Regions from separate parts of the Mus musculus genome. Here region 1 is linked to region 2. A link is a contact called in public promoter capture Hi-C data. All regions are on one chromosome and are shown on one strand. Each heading gives the region's core, a stretch centred on a gene start, on an enhancer-like site or on the middle of the called end of the contact. The rest is flanking DNA. Distances are from core to core; before and after follow the strand shown. Region 1 holds the start of Nxph4 (neurexophilin 4). Region 2 holds the start of R3hdm2 (R3H domain containing 2).

The links. Promoter capture Hi-C pulls out the DNA fragments that hold promoters and counts their contacts.
Region 1: a promoter capture Hi-C map of embryonic stem cells shows a contact between it and region 2, with 2.2 times the contacts expected there. The contact joins the promoter of Nxph4 here to the promoter of R3hdm2 in region 2. A contact is called at or near these places in 9 of 39 promoter capture datasets (the 3T3-L1 cell line, the C10 cell line, cranial neural crest and 5 more), 3 of 484 Hi-C or Micro-C datasets (centroblasts, embryonic stem cells and regulatory T cells), 5 of 115 datasets of contacts at active chromatin or transcription factors (embryonic stem cells and stem cell-derived neural progenitor cells) and 3 of 9 other capture datasets (adipose tissue, liver and pancreatic islet).

What each region holds. Positions count from the first base shown.
Region 1 is chr10:127,529,594-127,535,927 of GRCm38.p6, forward strand. It overlaps Nxph4 (neurexophilin 4), which reads right to left and starts at 4,966. Exons shown (of 2, transcript NM_183297.2): 1 at 4,783-4,966. The coding sequence starts at 4,839.
Region 2 is chr10:127,385,731-127,392,054 of GRCm38.p6, forward strand. R3hdm2 (R3H domain containing 2) reads left to right here and starts at 4,581. Exons shown (of 26, transcript NM_001168292.1): 1 at 4,581-4,697.

The DNA.
Region 1 (6,334 bases), core at 3,716-6,215, 140 kb after region 2:
GTGGGAGCTCCTTTTTGCCAGAGCCCACCCCGCAATGACTGAGGGCCTGAGCTGGGTGTTGACCAAGGGGGACCCCCCCCCACTTGAAAGCTAGTTTAATTAAACTAATTGGGCGCAGTGACATTTGCAGAGGGGAGAGGCTAGCATGCTGGCTGTCAGCTGGGGTAGGAGGTGGAGGTGTGTGGTGGTGGTTAGGGGGGCTTCCAGCAGACTCCTTCAGGCCTATTCGGAAGGAACTCAGCCAGGAACACTTTGCCCCAAGGCAGCAGGCCCACGCACCTGAGGGGGAGTTGAGGCCACCTCCTGATGCTAAACAAACTCCATGAAGGCTCTTTGGGGATAGAGAGAGAGAGAGAGGATCGTGCTGTCAGGCCCCCTTAGCCGCATTGCAGGGTGCACTCCCCAGGGGCCTCCAGACTAATCCGTTGCTTCTCTTTTTCCCTTTGGGTCAGAAAGAACTTACAATTCATCAGAGGAAGACAATAGTTTAGGCCCTGGTTGGGGAAGCAAGCAATAGAATACAGAGTCCCTGCAAGTTGAGAGTCATCTCTGCAGTCAGGTCAGGGTGGGGTGACGTCTGGCTGGGAGCTGGGAATAAAGCTGTATGTCAGGGTGTGGGTGGACAAGACAGGACGGGCTGAGGTGAGCATTAGGGCACAGATGGTCTGGGGCTAGGGTTGGGTAGGAGCATAGGATATGAGGATGAGGCTCCCACAAGGATAGACCTGGGGACAAGAGTGGAGAGATTGGAAATGATGACCAGGTATTAGGCAGAGACCTAGAAGGCCTCTGGTCAGGGGACCAGAAGATGGAGGCTAGGAGCTGAAGTGGGGCAGTCATGGTCAATGACAAATGGACTCTGGAGACTGGCTGGCATTGAAGATGGTTTGGGGAGACAGTCATGGGGGCAGGATGGAATAAAGCAGAAAGGGAGGAAGGAAGATGGCTTTTAAGAAGAAAACAGGATGCTGATGGATAGAGACCCAGGAGATAGGGTAGGGGGAGCCACTGGGGGGGGGGGGGCTGGCATGGGAAATCTCGGGAACCAGGAAAGTGACAGGCAGTATGGAAACAGACAGGAGCTTGAGGACAGGTATTTGGAGGAGACAGGAAAAGGCAGAAGGCCAGCTTCAACATCAAGTTTGGGAGGGGGTCAGGCAAGTGGAGGCAAAGACCTCTTCTACAGAGCAGGGGTGAGGGCCTGCTGGTGAGGTGGGCTCTGTCCTTGGGCCAATCGCCCTCTCCTCCGCAGCCCCACCCTCTCGCCTGCCCGCGGCCTGCTGCGCAAGGCTCACCGTTATCTGAATTTTGATTTTATTTTATTTTATTTTATTTCCTTGCTTCCTAGAGCCGGCGCGGTCCCCCCGGGAATGGCTGCCCCCCGCCCCCCGCCCCGCGCCTCACTTTATTATTGCAATAAATGTGCCTATAAAGGCGCCGGCTCCAGGGCGCGGTGGGGGGGGGGGGAGCCGCGGAGCGGGGATGTAATTTCCCGAAGCCTGAGCCGTAGGGGGAGTGGGCGGGGTAGAGGTGGAGGAGGGGCGGGCAGGGGAGAAGGGGAGACTCGCCAATTTCCAGTGCTCAAGGCCGCACTCCCAGCTCCCTATCCCGGTTCGCTTTTTCTACTGTACATCTTGGGAGCCCCTTTGAGCTTGAACCAGAAAACCTCTCATCACAACCTGACCCTTTCTCTGTTAACCTTGTCCCCTTGCCCACGCCTATCCTTGGTTACAGGGTTCTCCCTATTCGAAGTTCCCTAGCGCCTTGCCAATTAATCCTTAGTGACCCCTCCAAGGGTCCCTTCACCTACCTGCTGGCTTATCAAGGTTTATCTTGCCACTCTCTGACCATGGGTCCCTGACCCCAGTGACTCCTCTTTACCTGCTGTCTGCTTTCTTATCAAACATCTTCACCATCGCCTCCTTCTAGAGCTCTATCTAGCTCCTCACCCAGCCCAACCATGACCCCCTGGAAATTCTCCTTTCCAGTGGCGCCCCTCCCATTCAGGATGTGAGGTTTAGCTGCAAGCTCTGGCCCAAGGGGGCTGTCACTTTAGACTCCATCCTCCAGTATCCCTGGCCCAGCTGCCGCCCCTGATTACCCCCAAATCCCAGCCAGCAGCGCTGGGACCAAGCCCAGGCTGTGCGTGCCTAAGTGGCCCAGCCAGAGATTAGTTAGGGGGCTTGAGGAGGGTAAGGAGGTAGGAGGTGGTGGTTGGCACAAGGGTTGTGGCTGGTCTAGACCAAGAGAGAGAGAGAGAGAGAGAGAGAGAGAGAGAGAGAGAGAGAGAGAGAGAGAGAGAGGTGTAGCTGTAATCCTTCCCTGAGGCAGGATAGAGCTGAAAAGTCCCACAGGACCCCCGCCCCTGCCCTCCCCCAGCTAATTAGTAATTAGTGATTAGTGATTAGTGACTATTGATCGCCTGCTGTTTTTCCCAGTAGGCAGCTGCTTTGGCAAGGGGCAAGGAAGACAGAGATACGGAGGGAAAGGAGGTTGAAGATTGTATTGGAAAGATCCTGAGCAGCCAGTCCAGTCCAGAAGTCAGAGCCCTAGATGCAATGGAAACCAGGGGAACCAGAACGTGTGAGGAGTCTCAGGAGCTGGAAAGTAGAGGAAGAAGCAGAGAAGTCCTCGGGAAGGCAGGGCGGGCAGCATCGATGGTCAAGATTTCCCCAAGAGCCATCTCAAGAGCTGTGCCCATCAAAAGCTCAACCCAGTGTCAGCTTTATCTCATGCTCACTCCCAATTCTGGCATCAAGATATCCCTGGACGCAGGCACACTCAGGAGTGCACGTATGCGTTCACAATCAGGTGAGCCCTTCTGAGGCTCACAATCCGTGATTGCTGGCACTTGAAGCTATGAGCACACTCCCAGACCCAGATTCACAGGCAAAAAAACAGATGTGTTCCAGCATGCAAATACATCAGAGACCCCGGGGGGTGGGGGTTCTGTGCATGTGCACACGCCCCACTGTTTTTCTCCTAAGTCCATTGGAGAACAGATTTCCTTACATGACCCTATGCAAAGTAACAGGTATTCAGAAACCAAACATAAACATAGACCCTCACATGTCCACAGGCTGGACCAAATGCCAGATAGGCACTTCCCTGCTGATTCCGACATAGCCACCCCACAGCTGCAGCCTTCTCACAGGAAGACAGATTCCCATCTCTCCTATCATCCTCATGCTTACTCTCCCTCAAGGCTCTACCAGATGTTTCCTTCCTCTTCAGGGGGCAAAGGAAATTAAACCAGATCTGTCCACAGGGGAGTTAATTTGATGCGAAGAGAGTGGAGAAGGCTGGTGGGGGTGGAGGGAAGGATCAGGGCAATGTATCCTTCCTTCCTCTGTGACCCCAGGCCTTCACATACTGTGGTTTGTTTGGGGCTGGACCTTCTCCTGCAGTCTCCCTGGGTACAAACCAGGCCTCAGGTTCAAAGAAAGCTCTTGCCAAAGGCAGCATTTTTCACACTAGGGGGCTATTTTCTTTTCTTTCTTTTTTTCCATCCATCCATCCATCCATCCATCCATTCGTTCATTCTTTCTTATTTATTTATTTATTTATTTATTGCCCAGTTTCCGTTCTCTCAAGGTCACTAGGCAGATAGGCTTGGGAGAATCCAAGGGCTCTACTAACTGGCTCACTGGGGCAGTGTCTACCCTATTGTAGTTATGAGGACACCACACCAGGCCTGGGGTCCAAGCGTTTTGGAGGAGAATTACTGGTTTCTCTTAAAGACTGGGGATTGAGGTCCAAGAGTGAGGGCTTGTGGAGCCAACTGGTTGCCCTTAAACTGGGTAGGTCATAGTTGAGAAAGGAAGTTGGGGGCAGAGTCTAAACTACCCTTGTGGGTCACACTTCAGGGCACAAATAGATGGCAGTGCTTTGAAGCAGGCACAATCAACCATGCAAAGACAATGTCTCCACCATGGCATGCCAACATAGACATTCACCTTGGGTCCCAGTGCCTGGATTCCCTGGACACATGCATACAAGGGCTGGTTTTAACCCATACACTCCATGTCCGCACTGTGAGCCCATATGGGCTGAAGATCTCAAGGCAAGAGTCGGGCAGGATGAGCTCTGGGCCCTTTTAGCCTTTGGGTCTTCACCCAGAAACCCCAGGAAAAGAGACAGTGAGAAGGGTGGGGGCAGGAAGGAGATGTAAGGAGAGACTCCCCTCCCAGACAACAACCACCAGGCGTGAGAGGGGGGTGTGTCTGTGAGGTTATGCAGGGGAGATGGTGTCTCCGCGGGAAATGGGATGGAAGATTGTAGCCAAGTTCAGCCCTGCTGGTGTGGGTCCGTGTAAGCGCGTGTGCCTGGATAATGTATGCTCGGATCGCAGAGCTTACCTGGCATTGTGACAAGGAGAAGAGGAATGGGAAGGTGGAGGGTGAGAGGTGGAAGGACAGACAGACAGACAGAGGGAGGCAAGCGAGGTAGGTGCGGAAAGAAGGCTAGGCTAACACCCGCTGGCTTGTCTGTCTGTCTCGCACTCCTTCTCTGTCTGGCGCACTCGCGGGTCGCGCTTCGTCCCCTCCCCCCGTCGCGCCTGAATCCGACTGGAGCCGGGCCTCCACCCTGCACCTTCTTCTAACCCTCAGCCAACTTGCTGGGTGCATGCCAGTCCTAAAGCGGGCAGTCTGTCTGTCCACGTCCCCCACGACGCACAAAGTTGGGACGCTTAGTCCTGGGGGCGGGGCGGACGCGCGGAGCCCCCTGGCATGCAGTGTTCTTCGTGTCCCGGACCCCGCACCTTGGCTCTGCCACCCTTACCTTCCTAAGGAGCCAAGGACCAAAGAGCAAGAGGAGCCATTCCGGGAGCAGCCGCATCTTCCCGAGCGGTCGAGCGGGTCGGGCAGGGCGGGTCCCGAGTCCGGCAGGACTGGGCTCAGGGTGAGGGACGCCGGGCAGAGGGCGGCGGCGCGAGCAGCGGGAGCGGGCGGCTCGGCCCGCGGACTGAGCGCGGAGCGGAGCAAGGCGCTGGGGGCGGGGCGCGGGCGGGGGAGAAAGTTGGGTCTGAGTCGGGCGGGCGGGGTGGGGGGGCGGGGCTCCGCGGTGCTCCAATCCCGGCCGCGCCCCGCGCGCCCCCTCCCGCCCAGCTGGGGGCAAGGAAGGTGACTTTCACCGTGACACACCCTGGACACACCCCTGGCTCAGGTGTGAAGCTGGAGAGGGGCAAGGGGTTTGGGGAGCAGCACCCCAAAGACGCCAGGTCTTGGGGCAGATGAGGGCTACAATAGGGCGTGGGACTCTAGGCCCTGAACTGTGAGCGGGAAGGGGTCGTCGCGGAGCATGAGTTCCCATACACAGGCTAGGGAACGCAGCAGGACCCTGTCCTGTGATGCCCGAGGTGGATGGGTGGGGGGTGTTTCTATAATCCTGGCAGAGGTAGGTCTAGGGCAGTGATCCGGACAGGGACCGAGGTGAGGGCGGGCGGGGCCTCGGGCGACTAGCACTGAGCGCGGCGCTGACGGGGATGGATGGGCGCCCCGCGGCTCATTCGGCCTGGAGATGAGAATCATTGATCACGGACGGAAACCCCATCACGTCTGTCAATAGGGCTGACAAACGGCGCCCGCCGCCCTGTCCCCGCCCCGCGGCACCTCTGCGGCCCCCGGACCCCTTGGCTAAACCGGCTCTTTTAAGTTAGCCCCTGATCCGCACTGTTGACCCTGGCCTGATCCAGAGCACCCTTGTTTGGTGCTAGGCAGGAAGTCCTCAGTGCCTTCTGCCCCTCTTGGTACGAGCCCTGTGCTTTCTCTCCCACAATCCCATCTTCCACTCTCAGCTCTTCTCATCCCGTCCCCTTCCCTGTCTATCTCTGTCCTTGTCTCTCTCTGTCCCCAGCTCCAGCACGGTCTCTGTTCTCATCCTCAGGGCTGTTTCTTCGTGTTTCCTCCTCCCACTGGTCTTTCTCTCTCTCCCCTACCCAGGGAGTCTTCAGCTGTCAGCTGTTGCTATGCGCTGTGTCTGAGGCTGAGTAGGTAGTATGACCAACACCTAGACAGCAAGAGATAGGACCATGCAAAGAGATGAAGAGACAGACACACATCCCAAGGTGTGTCTCCAGTCTTACCCCACTGTAATAGTACCCTGCTACACTGTAGCAGTGAGGCCACTTCACATACAGACCAGCATACACAGAGGCACATAAGCACACAGAGACGGACACACATGATTTATACACACAGTAGCATACAGTGATATACAGAAACAGCTAGGTACCCAAAGTACCTCTTGCCTTGACAGAGGCAAATACCCACAGGGACACACACACACACACACACACACACACACACACACACACACAGGCAATCTGAAAGAC
Region 2 (6,324 bases), core at 3,331-5,830:
GTCTTCCTGAATCGATTTAGTATACAGCCAGTGATTTGTATTTTAGCAGAGGTCCACATGTTTCTGGTGTCTCTGGTTAGTTGTCTTGGATGACATTTCAGAAACAGCACATGCAGTGGGTCAGTCCCACTGCCCTGATGACCTGACTTAGCAGCTGGATGATACGCTGATATTTGTGTTTTTGTCTTCAGTTCCGACCATGCAGTCTGAGCTCTAGACTCATTTAGTCCTTGGTATTTTAAACATCTCCATTTGACCCTCACATAGTACCTCAGAGTGCGCTATGACCAAAGCAAAAATGCTTTGAAGAAACTAGGGGTGTAGCTCACTTGGGTAGAGCCCTGAGGAAGCCTTGGGTTTGACTTTGATTCATGCAAACAAAACAAATATTAAAAATAGAGTAATAACTTTTGCTGGATGGTGGTGGTGTGGCACATGCTTTTAATCCCAGCTCTTAGGAGGCAGATGTAAAAATATAAAAGTATAATTTTTTTTTTTTTAAATCACTGAGTTTTGTGATTTTTCGGCATGTTGTTTATCTGAGAGAGCTTGGCATGCATGAGGCCCAGCATTCCGTCCTAGGCACCACTGGCAGGAAATGTCAAGATTCTGCTCCCAAGGCAGGGTAGGTGTGTTTCTGGTATCGAACTGGGAGCTTTTCAGGAAGGAGCAAAGGTAAGCCGGGAAGCTTTCCCCATCCTTTCTCTCTTTCTTCCAATGCGTTAGCTCTCGGTTATCTGTGACAGTGGAGGATTAATTAGTACAAGTCTTGTATAAAACAATTTAAATGTTTTGCTTACTTAAGACTGGTTCTTGGTGTGTAGGCATGGGTGACCTGGATGGAGCCCTCTGAATAGACCAGGGTGGTCTATACCTCCTGAATGCTGGGGTTAAAGGCATGTGTCCCCTTCCTGGACCTCTGCTAGATTTTTGTTGTTATTGTTTAAAGGTACATCCTTTTTCTTCATAAGCTGGGCACCGTGGCACTCACCTATAGCTCCCACTACTTAGGATTTAAGACCAGTTTGGGCAACAGATTGAGGCTCTTGTCTTGGAATGAAGGGGGGGTGGATGGAGGGGGGAGGGAGAGGTGGGGGTCATTTTATTTTTATTTTAAAAATTTTCTTCTTTCCTCTCTTCCTTCCATCCTTCCTTCTTTTTCAAGGGGTTGGGGCCAGTGGAGGGGGGAAGAGGGGAGTCAGGATCTCAAAAAGTAAAAAATGTAGCCCTGGCTGTTCTGGAACTCTCAATTTAGACCAGACTGGCCTTGAACTAACAGAAGTTTTCTGCCTCTGCCTTTCATGTGCTAGGATTAAAGGTGTACAACACACCACCTGACCTACTTGGTTTTGTTTGTTTGCTTTTTTGTATTTTTTCTGACAGTTTCATGTAGCCCAGGTTGGCTTGGATCTTGATATGTGGCTGAGGATGACCTTAAATTATAGATCCTCCTGCCTTTCTGCCGTTGGAGTTGTGGGGTTATAGGTATGTGCTGTCACTATTGCTTTTCTTTAGTGCAAAGGAGAAACCTGGGCTACTAAATGAAATAACCAGATATGGTGGCTTACATAGTGAAATCCTATTAGGGAGGAAGATAAATATGAATAAATACATAGGAGCTAGCAATATAGGTCAGTCAGTACAGAGTTTACCTAAAATACTATAATCCTAGCTCTTACAATCTAGAATAAAGTCATATTCTTTCTTAATAGGATTTCACTGTATAAAGCCACCCTGTTAGCTATTTTAAGGTTTATGATTTTTTTTTTTTTTTTTTTTGGTTTTTTTTTGAGACAGGGTTTCTCTGTGTAGCCCTGGCTGTCCTGGAACTCACTCTGTAGACCAGGCTGGCCTTGAACTCAGAAATTTGCCTGCCTCTGACTCAGGGTTTATGATTCTTGTTTCCTCGATAACTTTTTGTTGTTTTGAGACAGGGTTTCATATAGTAGCCCAGATTGCCCTCAGTCTTACTGTGTAATAGAGGATGACTGTGAACTCAGAATTCTCCTGTCTCTGCCTCCAAGTACAGGAATAACCAGTACCTTTATCCCGTGTCCTCAGCATCCATTGATAAGTCTTATTTGAGACTTTTATTAAATTGGTGATTTCAGGAAGTTGATTTTCATATTGTCTCATTCCCTTTACATTTACTAGCTAGAATTGTTTTGTAGGATACCCCTTCTCTGTTTGTTTTGGTGAGTACTCTAGGGTTGATATTTTACTATTATTTTTCTTACTCCATGTGTGTAGTATATGTATGTGTATGCAAGTGTATATAGGAGAGACGATGCCTGGAAAAGATAGCCATGGCCAGTGGCTATACGCCTAAGGTCGTTCTATAGGCCTCTATTCACATGCATACATGTGTCTAATTCCACCAACTGCACACACATCTTAGTGTATGCAGACACCTTATTCCCTTCCCAAATTCAATGTTTTGTAGTCACTAGTGTCAGCATTAAAAGTACTAACAGTATTGACATTTAGAGCTGAAGAGATGGCTTATCAGTTAAGAACGAATATTGTGGGATTGTTGAGATGGCTTAATGGCTAAGAGCGCTGATTGCTCTTGCAGTGGACCCAGGTTCAATTCCCAGCACCCACATGGCATCTCACAAATGTCTGTAACTTCAGATCCAGAGGATCTGGTACCCTTACATAACATGCAGGCAGAACACCAGTACACATAAAAATAAATCTTTTTTAAAAAAGGATGAGAATGTTAAATTCTTCTCAGTTTAGTTAATGGGAGCCTCCTTGGCTTCTCTGTCCTCTTGGCAGCATCAGGCTCTCAGCACCTCCACAGGCACAGACAGCGTGTTTGCCCATTGTTACCTCTGTACTTCACCTGCCCTGGGCCGGCAGTTAATCACTTCTGAAAGAGTCCTGATCTTTTAGTGGGGAGTAGTTCCTTCACAGGGAGATTACTTCCTTTTCTTTTTAACTATAGATGCTGTAGCTCTATAGCACTGGCTATTTATTTATTTCACGTACATTGGTGTTTTGTCTGCACGTATGTCTGTGCAAGGGTGTCAGTTCCTTTGGAACTGGAGTTACAGTTGTGACCCACCATGTGGGAATTGAACCTGGATTCTCTGGAACAGTAGTTAGTCAGTGCTTTTAACCAGGAAGCCATCTCTCCACCCCCTACTTCTTATTCTTAGCTGCCTATCTATTCTTACTGTTTTCATTTGATAACCCACACATTTGTGTGTATGTGTGTGTGTGTGTGTGTGTATCTCAAAACTGCATATTCTGAGATGTACTCAGGCAGTATAGTATCTCAACTAAATTCCTTCATCAGAGGAAGTGAGTTCTAGGTAGTGCTGATGACTTCTTGGGGATGAGCTGTGTAGGGAAGAGGCCTTGTAGTGTTTTCCCATAAGTGGCTTTTGTGGATGGTGTTTTGTCACAGCAACAGAAAATAACCAGTACTTATTTATATGGTGACATATAAGGTAGGCATAAAGTACCGTGTTCCTACTCTTGGTTTTTTGAGACAGAGGCTGTCCTGAAACTCTCCGTATAGACCAGGCTGGCCTCAAACTCCGAGATCTGCCTGTCTCTGCCTCCTAAATGTTGGGGTTAAAGGCGTGCACCATCACCACCACCATCTGACTGTAGATAGCATTTTCTTTTAGGTTTTATTTTAATTTTATGTGTCTGGGTATTTCACCTACTTGTGTGTCTGTGCACCACTTGTGTGCCTGGTCCCTATGGAGACTAGAGAGCATCAGATGCCCTGAAACTAGAGCTAGAGATGGTTGTAAGCTGCCATGTGAGGGCTAGGAATCAAATCTGGGTCCTCTGGATGAGTGGTGGGTTCTCTTAGCACCTGAGCCATCTTTGCAGCATCCCATCTAGACAGTGCTGGTCTTGAACTCCTGATGTTCCTGCCTCAGCTTCCCAAGCACTGGGATTTTGGTTTACTCAGTTCCACACCTGGCTCAGAAAATATCTCAGTTACCACAGTTACTAACCTGTCAGTTGTATGTATTTCTTCCTTTTATATGGTTGGGTGCACTAAGATTACTGAAGAAATAGCTGCCTGGCAACATAAAAGCACAGATATTAAAAGGAATTACATATCTTCCAACTGTTTCTATTGCTTGGTTAAATTTAGAACCATACAGGGCTTTTGTAGAATTAAAATCCCTGGGGATTTTATAGTTAATAGACAGTATTCAGCTTTTCAGAGTTAGGAATAATATATGTAGCTTCAAAATGATTTTTGTACCGTCACTCACACCATTTAATTAAAACACAGAGACCAAAGCTGGGCGTGGTGGTGCACGCCTTTAATCCCAGCACTGGGGGGGGGGGGGGGGGCAGAGGCAGGCGGATTTCTGAGTTTAAGGCCAGCCTGGTCTACAAAGTGAGTTCCAGGACAGCCAGGGCTACACAGAGAAACCCTGTCTCAAAAAACCAAAAACCCAAAAAAAAAAAAAAAAAAAAAAAAAAAAACCACAGAGACCAGTAAAAAGTCAGAACTGTTCTAAGAATTTTAGTTCACTGCCATGTTGCTGAAAGTGGATTAGAGCCTGGATTTGATGTAGTGAAGGATTCTTTTTCTTTCTCAGGTGCATTGCAAGAGGCGACCCTGTCCTTCCTCAGTGTCTCTCAGCAGTAAACCTGATACAGTTCCTAAGATCCCGCCTGGATGGAGGAGCCAGCACCATATCTGTGCTAGAAATCAGGTAAGCATCACACTGGGGCTTACAGGTAACGCTTGTGATGCTTGGATTGTTTTCGGAGTTCATACAGTTTGAGCAGCAAATAACCTGTGTACCTGTACGGACCATCAACATAAGGAAAGGTAGACTTAAGGAGGGGTACTTTGTTTTTTTTTTCTTTTTGTTTTTTTTTTTTTTTAATATTTATTATATGTAAGTACACTGTAGCTGAACTCAGACACCCAGAAGAGGGCATCAGATCTCATTATGGATGGTTGTGAGCCACCATGTGGTTGCTGGGATTTGAACTCAGGACCTTCAGACAAGCAGTCAGTGCTCTTAGCCACTGAGCCATCTTTCCAGCCGAGGAGGGGTACTTTGAGTACATAATTTAGATTAAGTAGAATTTAAAATAGAAAACTATTCTATAGTAAATATCTTTAGTGCATCATTTGGTAGCAGGGAAAGTAATGCTATTATTGCATAGTAAGACATTCTGGGGATGTTTGAAAGTATAAAACTTCATCATAGATTGAGGAGAAAAATTAATGTAAATAGAATGTTCAATAACATGGTAAAAGTAAAAAAAATAAAATAAGGCTACTTTTTGCTCTTTTAAAAGTTGTTATGGGAATGGAGAGATGGTTCAATGGTTCAAGAGCTAGTTGCTCTTCCAGAGGACCCAGGTTCAATTCCCAGTACCCACACTGCAGTTCACAAATGTCTGTAACAGTTCCAGGGAATCCTACATCTTCACACAGACAGACATATATGCATGTAAATTAAAAATAAATAAGTTATTTTTAAAAAAGTTATAGGGTTTGAATGAATATCACAGCAATTAAGATCACTGTCTATTCCTTAAGACCCAGGCTGCTCACAAAGGTCTATAACTCCAGTTCCAGTGGGTCTGACTCCTTCTTGCCCCTGAAGGCAGTAGTGCATGGACAGGGTGCACAGACACACATGTGGCAAACCATGTGTATACATGAAAAGAATAACAATTTTGGAGGAAAGAAACTGAAGTCCAACTAGAAAACAAAACCTATTATGGACAGTAAGAAACTTTTGCTTGAGCTGGGTGTGGTGGTGCACACCTGTCTCGGGAGGCAGAGGCAGGCGGATTTCTGAGTTTGAGGCCAGCCTGGTCTACAGAGTGAGCTCCAGGACAGCCAGGGCTACACAGAGAAACCCTGTCTCGAAAAACCGAAAAAAAAACAAAACAAAACAAAACAAAAACAAAAAAAAAAAAAGGAAACTTTTGCTTATGTGTATTATATTTATCAATATTGAACCCTATTATGGATTAAAACTAAGAAAAAAATTTTAAATATTGATTCATCAAATGTAACATTCTTCTTATATATTGATAATGTCTGTAACTTTGTGTATACATATATGCATAAGAGTGCATGTGCCTGTGCTCACATGTCTGGAAGCCGGAGGTCAACATTGAGTGTTCGATGTCCTATCCTCCTTCCCTCCCTTTCTGTCTGTCTGTCTTTTTTAGGAATTGTATTTACCAGTGCTTGTGTATGTGTACAAACACGTGTAGGAACTTGGGTTGGCCGGCAGAGGGTGGTAGATTCTCTGGAGCTGGAGTGCGTGCTGTTGTGAGGCACCTGATGTGGATGCTAAACAACAGACTTGC